Regions from separate parts of the Zea mays genome. Here region 1 is linked to region 2. Evidence: chromatin contacts called from public Hi-C data. All regions are on one chromosome and are shown on one strand. The core of a region is the stretch at or near the end of the contact, and the rest is flanking DNA. Distances in the headings are between cores, read along the strand shown.

Evidence for each region. A called contact is a pair of places that touch in the nucleus more often than the background predicts.
Region 1: a contact with region 2 is called in a Hi-C map of tassel, with 2.4 times the contacts expected there. The contact joins the promoter of LOC103630349 here to the promoter of LOC100283267 in region 2. A contact is called at or near these places in 2 of 25 Hi-C or Micro-C datasets (ear and tassel).

What each region holds. Positions count from the first base shown.
Region 1 is chr6:157,312,912-157,317,990 of Zm-B73-REFERENCE-NAM-5.0, reverse strand. It overlaps LOC103630349 (pentatricopeptide repeat-containing protein At2g30780), which reads left to right and starts at 3,083. Exons shown (of 2, transcript XM_008651407.4): 1 at 3,083-4,770. The coding sequence starts at 3,169. The coding sequence ends at 4,767.
Region 2 is chr6:156,451,754-156,456,283 of Zm-B73-REFERENCE-NAM-5.0, reverse strand. LOC100283267 (transmembrane BAX inhibitor motif-containing protein 4) reads left to right here and starts at 2,386. Exons shown (of 4, transcript NM_001156405.2): 1 at 2,386-2,829. The coding sequence starts at 2,520. It also overlaps the pseudogene LOC100381762.

The DNA of each region.
Region 1 (5,079 bases), core at 1,834-4,333, 860 kb before region 2:
GCGCGACTTGATCTTCGAGCCAAGTGGACAAGAAATCACTCAATACCTTGATTCCACTATCGTCGCCTTTGCCGCTCCAGCGAGGTGGGCGCGAACCCATTACAATCAACATCGCGGCTCCTCCACAACCTTCACAGAAAGCACGACGGAGACAATACCTGAGCCGTCTAGAAGGCAGCAACCTCCAAGAGTAACAAGCCAATGAAGCTTGCTCGGTGTACCCAATGGATGCAAATGCACTAGGAGCTCTCAATCTCTCGCTAGAATGCAATCTCAAGCAAAGAGTGTGAGAGAGTGAGTTAGAGGATCATAAATGAGCTCAATGTATGCTAGAAATGACAAAGAGAGACCTCACACATGAGCTCCACTTGTATTTATATTCCACCTCTTAATTCTAGCTGTTATGTGCAACTAGCACAGCATCTGCGCACGCGCGGACGGTCCGCGCCCTACGGCCGGACGGTCTGCCGTACAGGTAACAACTATAATTCATGTTTGAAACATGTCAGAGCTGTCAGAAAAAGTAAAACCCGGATGGTCCGCCAAACCAGACTAGACGGTCCGGGACCTGGTAACTTAAATTGCTAGAGCACTGACCAAGTTGAAATTTATGGGCGAACTGTCCGTCCTACAGGGCCGAATGGTCCGCCCATGGGAGTTAGTATTGTCCGGGCCAATGCCTTGGACGGTCCGTAGTTCAAATGCCCAAAAACACACAGTCCCTGCCCAAATCCATTTTGGCACTTGCGGACGGTCCACCGACTTTGGCCGGACAGTCCGCATAAGTACACAGAGACATGTGCAACTTCAGACCCCTCTGGATGGATCGCGGACGGTCCTGCCTCCTAGGCCGAACGGCCCGCCAACCCCAAAACTTAGCTTTTTTAAACACACTTTAGAAAATATTTTAACTCTCTAAATCTGAAGCGCGGTCAAGTCCTCATGCAAATGCAACTACTAAATGCTTTATGAGGCACTAAGTTTTATACTGATCAAAGTCATTGATCCATCTTAATAGTATGACTATCTAGCCTACTAATTCGGTCAATTTCTTCTCTAAACTCCTAATGACCGACAAAAACAAAACCTATGTTATGCCTCTCCACCCTCGTCTAATGTGACAACGTCAGCGCTGTCTACCTCTCCACCAATCTCGTGCAGCATCAGCGCACGAAGCATGTGAAGGTCAATCTACACTTCATCCGCAAGCGTGTTGCTGTAGGTGACGTTCGGGTTCTCAGCGTCCCCACCACGTTGCAGTTCGCCGACATCTTCATCAAGGAGTTACCATCGAGTGTATTTTTAGACTTTTGGTCCAGTCTCAACATCTATACAAGATAGAGTTGCGACTGCGGAGGTCTTAGAATACCCGTTAGAGTTTGTGGCTTTCCCTTTGTAATTACCCTCTCGCCCCTTGTAATGGGTCTGACCCAACTATCCCAAGTCTATTAATATAATGTCCAACCCTATTTCAGGATCAGGGTTTCTCAAAAGTCCATTTAGTGTTGTCAATTACCAAAACCAAACATATGGTTTTCACTGGTGTAGTGCTTTTGTAGCTCGACTGGTTAAGTGATTCAAGTAGTTGTCTCTTTTGTTTACTCGACTAGTTAACCAATTTGTCTCGAGCAGCTTTATTTGCAATAGTGTTGCTTGCTCTTTACCTTGTTCACTACAATTGGTAAGAAGGTTTTCCATAAAGTGCTAGGCTAGGCATGTACAATTATCAGGAATCTCACCTCTTACTAATATTTGTGTCTAGTTGCGTTATTGTCTTCAAAGGCTAATCACTTTTTTCTTTAGCCAGCTATAAATCCTTTCAATCTACCAAAAGGTGATAAGAGAGTGCAATAGTTTCTATCTCTTCCAACTCTAGATACATCAGAGTACCTCCATTGAGGATGACAACACGTAGTAATTCTACTTTCCTCCATTAGAAGCTCTCTCCACACCTCACGAGCATACTTGCACTTGGAAATAATTGTCCCACGACCTCATCTAGTCTATGGCGCATAGGGCACCTTGTATCACAATCCGTTTCATGGCTTTGTATCTTGCAGCATGGAGGCAAACTATTACATGCAAACCTGCCTTGTTTAGAACTTGAAGACCAAATTTTATTCCATGGGAGATGTGACGACCATTGCCAGGTTGCGATCAGTGGCACTGGTGCAAAAAGGTTCATGATTTAATGCAAAAAAGACCTTTTGACACTTAGAAGACCTTTTGAGTTGAAAAGTCAACCTAGGAAGTGTGTTGTATGTTCTCCCACAACCACAGTGGGATAACTATATTATGGCAACGAGAAATTCCCCACCGAGTTTTAGCTCCCTATCCTCGTTCTCGCGACGATTTTTTTCCGCGAGGATCCACACGAACGTTTGCGAGTGACATTTCTTCCCCATCCCCATTACTCGTAAGGATAAATCCCTATCGGGGATCTCCGTTTCCGCTTAAATTATAATTAATTCGTACTTTATTTATTATTAATGTAAAATATTGTCACTTAAACACATTGTTAGATGTCAAAAATCATTATGTGTACATTAAAATGAATACATTTGTATAAAGGGTGATCACTTGATAAGACAATTATTTATTTTTATTATTAACTATTATATGAAAACATCGTTATATGTAAGTTTAATGTGTCCCCGCGGGAAACGGAGATAGATCCTTGGAAAAATTCCTGGTATGCCATCAGATTTTATACTCATTCGTTGTGTGCCACTGAGTGGCATATAGGTACATTTTTGTGTGTGTATGACATGTGGGGGCCAGTGACACACAAGGACGAGTATTTTCGAATGACATTCAGGAAATTGACCCTAGATCCTTATAGAGGGATTCCCCGCGGGAAATTGGGTCCCGATTGCCATCTCTATCGTCAATGCTAGCTGTTCTCATCAATCAAATCGCGAAAAATTGGACAAAGCCATGCCATTTTTTGGTCCCTTCGCGGCCAACCAACCTAAATCGCAAAAAACGGGCTAAAGTCCATGTCACTTGTTTGGTCTCTTCACGGCCTACCAACCTGGACGGGCCGAACTACCGTTTTATGCAATGAAATCATGACTCGCACAAAATAGGCCCGCTTAAAGAAACCCATCCAGCACGCCAGGACGATGTTGGCCTCCTGCGCTCCTCCCCCGTCCATTCCCCACGCGGATGAGCGGATCCCTCCCTAGCCTAAACCCCTCGCGCCGCCGCCGGCCTACGCCGCCGCAGCCTCCTCCCATGTCCCGCCGCCCCGCCTGTTCCCTCCTCCCTCTGCTCCGAAGCCGCCGCTGCCTTTACGACGCCACCACCGCTAGGCCCTTCACCTCCGTCTCTGTCCCACCCGACGTGATCTCCTCCACCTGGCCGCCGCACTCCCCGTCGCCTCTTCATCCTCCGCCCGATCCGGCCGGGACGTGGTGCTCAGCCTCTTGTTCTTCTACCTCGCCGGCGCTCCCGCCCTTTACCGCATCCCATCTCCGAGCCGCCGTCTCCTTGCTCGCCACCTCGCTCACCGCGCTCCCGGGGCCTGACCCGGACCCGGTGTCCGCCCTCCACGACCACTCCTTCCCTACCCTCCTCGCCGTCTCGCCGCTCGCGTCACTTGAGCTCCTCTCGCTGCTCCGGTCCAGGCCTCGGTTAGGGCTCGCTGTATTCTCATTCCGCCGTGTGCTCTCCCCGGTGCCCTCTATCAGTGAGTTTGCCCTCGCCATCTCGCTCGCGGGCCGCGCCGGAGACCATGACGCGGCGGCCGCGCTCTTTGCCGACGGCACCGCTATTCATTCCCCTAACCTAGGGCTTTACAACGCTCTTATGTCGGCATACATGCACAGCGGCCTCCTTGACAACTGCATCGAGGTCTTCCACGCGCTGGAGCGCGATCCCAGGTGCGGTCCGCCTAACGTGGACTCGTACAACATCCTCATCGCCCTGTTCGGTCGCTCCATCCTCGTTGACCACATGGAGCGCACGCTCCAGTCGCTGGACGCTTCTGGCCAACCCCGCACTATTGGTACTTACAATGCAATCATCTCTGGTTACCTCACCGCATGGATGTGGGACAAAATGGAAGCGTCGTTTCAGGAGATGGTGTCGTTCCATGTTGCTCCAGATGCTACTACGCATAAGTTGATGTTAAGAGGATATGCACATGCCGGGATGATCTGTAAAATGGAGCAAGCTTATGAGCGTGCTTGCAAGCTTGGCATAAAGGTTGACATTTTGCATATACGTGCAATGCTGTGCGCATACTGCAAGTTTTACCATGTAGGTAGAATCCAAAAGATTGAGGATTTGCTCAAGAAGTTGGGTCCTGATGATTACAGGCCATGGCTAAATGTCCTCTTAATTAAGGTGTATGCTCAGGAGGGGTTGACCGAGGGGATGGAGCTGTATATTTCTGAGGCATTGGAACGCAATACCATTGTTACCGCAGTAAAGGTGATGCGGTCCATCATATGTAACTATTTTCAGTATGACGCGGTTGACAGACTTGCACTTTTTGTCCGACGGGCCGAAGATGCTGGTTGGAAGCTGTGCCGGAGTTTGTACCACTGCAAGATGGTGATGTATGGGAAGCACTATCGGTTGGAAGAGATGCATGGGGTGCTCGATGAGATGGAATGTTTGAAGTTTGATCGAACAAAGAAGACATTTTGGATCATGTACAAGGCATATGTTAGTTGTGGTAGGAGGACTGAAGCCAACACTATAATTGGCATGATGTGGAAGCATGGGTTTGCTGTTCGTGACGACATGTCTGATCAATAACTTGTGAGTTGATACTCATTCTGAATATTTAAGTGCATTCACCATGTTTACGTGGCTTTTCTTTTATATATATTATCTGTATAGCTGCACTTATACTGTTGATGTTGGCATTTTGAAAAATTAGACAGCGATTTTAGATTACAGCATATCTAAATTTTCAACTCGTATTACTGCGTTTTCTGTGTAGTAAGAGAATTGAGCAATTTAGAAGTACCACATAAACATAAATTTGACATTTTGGTAAGGTTCTAACTTCTGACATAGCAGATATTGTCATAACAAGTTTTTTTAATGGTGCTGGAGCGCCTGAGG
Region 2 (4,530 bases), core at 1,137-3,636:
AGATAGAGAATGGTCCAAGGCAGATTAAATGGGAACAACCAACCCTTAATATTGGGGACATGGGAAGACCTTTACTAACTAGGTCTCAAAGTGCATTAGAGTCACCTCAGTGTACTCGAAGAGATGACAATAAGGATCCAACTACAGATAGCACAACAAGTGAATCGTTTCCAGAGGCATGTCTGAGCATGAACCTAGGTATTGCAAACAATGGAAACAGGATGGAGGCTACTTCAACAGCGGAAAGACCTATGCTATCGCCAACGACAGCCATTGCTGAAGGAAGAGATCTTGCCACTGCACTGTCCCCCCACAAAGGGCTCGGCATTTCCCGACCAGACCACCAAGGGTTGGTGAGGGTGCAACTTTTGATCCAACTAGAGACATGTTTCCGCATCTTCGTGTTGCTAGACCACCTGCTGAAGGAAGGGGTCGCAATCAATTACTTCCTCGGTATTGGCCAAGAATAACAGACCAAGAGCTGCAACAAATATCTGGAGAGTATCCTTGATAAGGTCTCCATACATTTGAAATCGTCAACTTCATGGTGACATTGATCTCAGACATTTAGTAACTTATACATCAAGGCTCTAGAATAGCTCATTAGGCTTAAACACGTATAATATGGTGCATAAATTTCTTGTGTAACAGATATAGTTTTTCTTTTATCTTCCTTGACTATATTTTGCAATTTCAAATTCCACAGTCGTTCCATTGTTCGAGAAGGTCCTGAGTGCGAGTGATGCAGGCCGCATAGGGCGCCTTGTTCTTCCAAAAGCTTGTGCCGAGGTAACTTTAACATTTGTTTGGCTTCCTTTTCATAATTTAAGCATGTTTTTATTGTATATTGCCGATTGCCTGATTTATCTTCCAAAAGTTGTTTGGAAGGAACATCAAAAGCATTTGACTTTCCTCCTGTCCGGATTTTACAAAAATAAACATGTTATTATCCTGGATCAGAGTCTACATATATACCATCCATGTATGAGAAACCATATTTGAAGGGGATCGTCATCCTGTACATCGTGTATATTGTTAGAGTATATTTGGTAGTTTAGATATTGTGTCTCGTAGACTGCCATATGTGTTAATATTTGGTAGTTTAGATGTTGTGTCTCATAGTTTGACATATGTATTCGTGGGTTGTCTTATCTTCTAAGTAATGCTATATAAACTGTCTAAAGGGCTCAATGCAATACATTCATCCAATTACACCAATTCTATTCTCCTCCGTATGTTGACATGGAAGAATGAGGCAATTAGATAAGGATATTTGTTAGCTTTCTCATTATTGTCTGAGTCTTTAATCGTAGCAGTAAAAGTTTTGGCACGCTATTATTTTAGTTATTATGATCTGAACAACCCGTTTTATATAGGGAGCTCGTGGCAAATGCATCCTCACAACAGGACGATGGAGCTCAAGGCGTCAAGTGGTGGCTCACTCGGACTCGCGCTCCTCTGCAAGACACTGTTCCCCATGAGGGTTTCCATTACCATTGCGCTCGCATCGCCTGTCACTAGAGCTCTGAGCCATTAGAGGCTCGTTAATTTATGTAAATTTATGTTTTGTTGCAATGCACGGGCACATACCTATAAGATACTAAGATCGAAGATAATATATATATCGTTTGTTTTCAAGTATTACCTAACACTATCTAGATGTACATAAGTTACCATGATATTATGTCTCCGTTGCAACACACGAGCATTCACCTAGTTCAAAATGAAATGCATAGTAAAAACTAGCCATAAAAAGTAAACTAGATCAGGGGCGAAACCAGCCGGGAGATGTGATCGTACTAGTCGATCTATGGGCTGTTAGAAGAGACGGTTGGGCCAAAAAATTGAGAGGTGAATAAGAGTTTTCTAGGGCTAAGCGCGGGGCCAAGGCTGGGTGGCCAGAGGCTAGTATACACCCCTGAACTGGATACCATATGAAAAATAAGCATATAAGAAAGGTAAAATCTTTGACGCGGTTTGAAAAATGAGTTTTGACCAACCATTTATTATGGAAAAAATACCGGGAGCGTGGTATCATCTTATATTGACATATTATCAATATGACCAAACCAAAGTTCAAAAAGTTTCTGATAGGTAAGAACTAATCTGAACTATATGGAGGAGATCAAAGCGACACATCTTTCTTTAATCAGAAGGGAGTAGTACTTATGCAAAGGTCAACTACAGCTACAAGAGCATTTTTCATGTCGATGTTTTTATTCTCTCATGAGAAAAATAATAATTTGTGAGCACGGAACTTACCTAGGCTCGCGTAGTGCACGAGCTTTTGTTTGAGTGCTCCGCCCACCTCCGCCCGATTTGGCCCTACTTTTCAGTGGCCGAGGACAAGTTTGGCAGGATTCACAAGTGCTCGTAGCAAATCTACAAAATCCCCAACCGCCTCTCAACAAAGTCTCCCCACGGAGGTACACAGCTACGCGCAAACCGCGTCTCGCGCGAAGAATCCGCATTTCCCCTTCCCCGCACCGCACCGCACCCAACCCCCGTCGGAGAGAGAGATGGCATCGGTGGCGGAGATGCAGCCCCTCGCGCCGGCGGGGTACCGCCGCGCGCCGGAGATGAAGGAGAAGGTGGAGGCGTCGGTGGTGGACCTGGAGGCCGGGACCGGGGAGACGCTGTACCCGGGGATCTCGCGCGGGGAGAGCGCCCTCCGATGGGGCTTCGTCCGCAAGGTCTACGGCATCCTCGCTGCGCAGCTGCTCCTCACCACCGCCGTCTCCGCCCTCACCGTTCTCCACCCCACCCTCAACGCCACGCTCTCCGACTCCCCGGGCCTCGCGCTCGTGCTCGCCGTCCTGCCCTTCATCCGTAAGCGCCCGTGTTCTCCATCCGGTGTCGGGGTTTGATGTGCTGGGTGGGCAAATCTACTCTTTTCTGGTCATCATCAATTGATTATGGAGATGTGTTGCTGAAACTACTCAAATTGTCGATAAGTTAGGTGAGTTGGTTGGATCCAGATTCTAGAGTGGTCGATGCAGTGCTCCTACTAGGTTTTCTCGTTATTTATGATGAATAGCTGTTTGGATCAGGACTTTGCCATATAGATCTTGGATATAGCCGATCCAAGTTGAACCTGAAATCTGCTCAGATTGTTTTTGCTTTGCTACTGGATAGATATTGCCTAAACTAAGGTTCCGTATGGGGCAATTGGCTTCCTAGGTCTAGTACTTTAATTTAGTCACATATTATTTATGCAGGGGAGGATCCATAGGTGTAGGGGGGCAAAGTAGGCCATGCCCCCCCCCCCCCCCCCCTCAATTATCTATAATCTCTTATACCTAATGTACATCTACTGTTAAGTATAGAAAAAAAAAGTTTTGCGTGAGTTAAAACAGTCCTGTTCTTGACCTTATCGTCGAATCTATCTAGTCCATCCGATCTCGTCCTCCTCCCCAACCTAGTCCTTGCATGTATCCAGCCGTCCTCATTCATTCTGACGCTTCTCAAGCCAGTCCGTTCGGATGCCCCCTTCCTGGCGCCCCGCCCTGCTTATCGTCGTCACGACAGTACGGCACTTGCAAGCTCGTCTACTGTGCAGCATAAATGGGCAATAGCACAGGGCATCCAAATTTTTGGCCCCAAATTTTTTAGTTTTCTGAATATAAATAATACAATAGGATAAGGATTGTTTGATATTTTATAAAATAAACTGTTAGCCTTAAAATAGATAGTATGAGCCAACAATATGATAATAGATCAAATATGAAAGGATTGTTCATATAGTTTTCTTCTTTAAACTTCTATCTTGTATTGATATGAAACCTGAATTTAATGCAAAAGTAGTTTTTTTACGGTCTTATTTGATTTTGTCATGCAGTCTTCTTGGCCCTCTATGAATTTTGGTCCTGCGTCCGCCACTGTATTTATGGACACTAAAGGATGTTATTTTGCACTTGTCTCTTGTGTCAGTTTAATAATGTTTATATGATTGCGTACAACTGATATTTGGCAATTCTATCATGGTATTGCAACACGTTATGAGTAGATGATCTCGTTCAGGCTACATGGTAACTTGCCTTGGTCTAACATGTTCTGCATCATGTTACCAACAAGCTTACATGAGCACTATTGTGCTGAAGACATGTTGTTGGACTCGCGGTTGTATTACCAATGATAAAATGGATATTAAATTGGGAGAAGAGAAATGTGTTTTAGTCCTAAAATGTCTCTCAGCTATATTGTGAATTTGATACTAGAAGTATAATGAGGCTCTTTGATGTCAGGTGTTGGAGAACTTCAGTGGGTACATGAATAAGCAGTATATGGAACCAATTGCATCCCTATGAGTTTTTGTTTAGTTAAACCCGTGGCACAACATTAAAATGGGCAAATTGCACAACAAAATTGAGGTTGGATTGGTACCGATTTCTCTTGTTCCAATTTAATATTTTTCTTGACCATTTTTCAACCCAGCCCTAACGTTGCAACATGTTACAAAGTGAAAATGGTCTCACATAGGCGTCCTAGTGGCTGCCTCCATCTAACATGTTTGACCTACCACTTACTGGT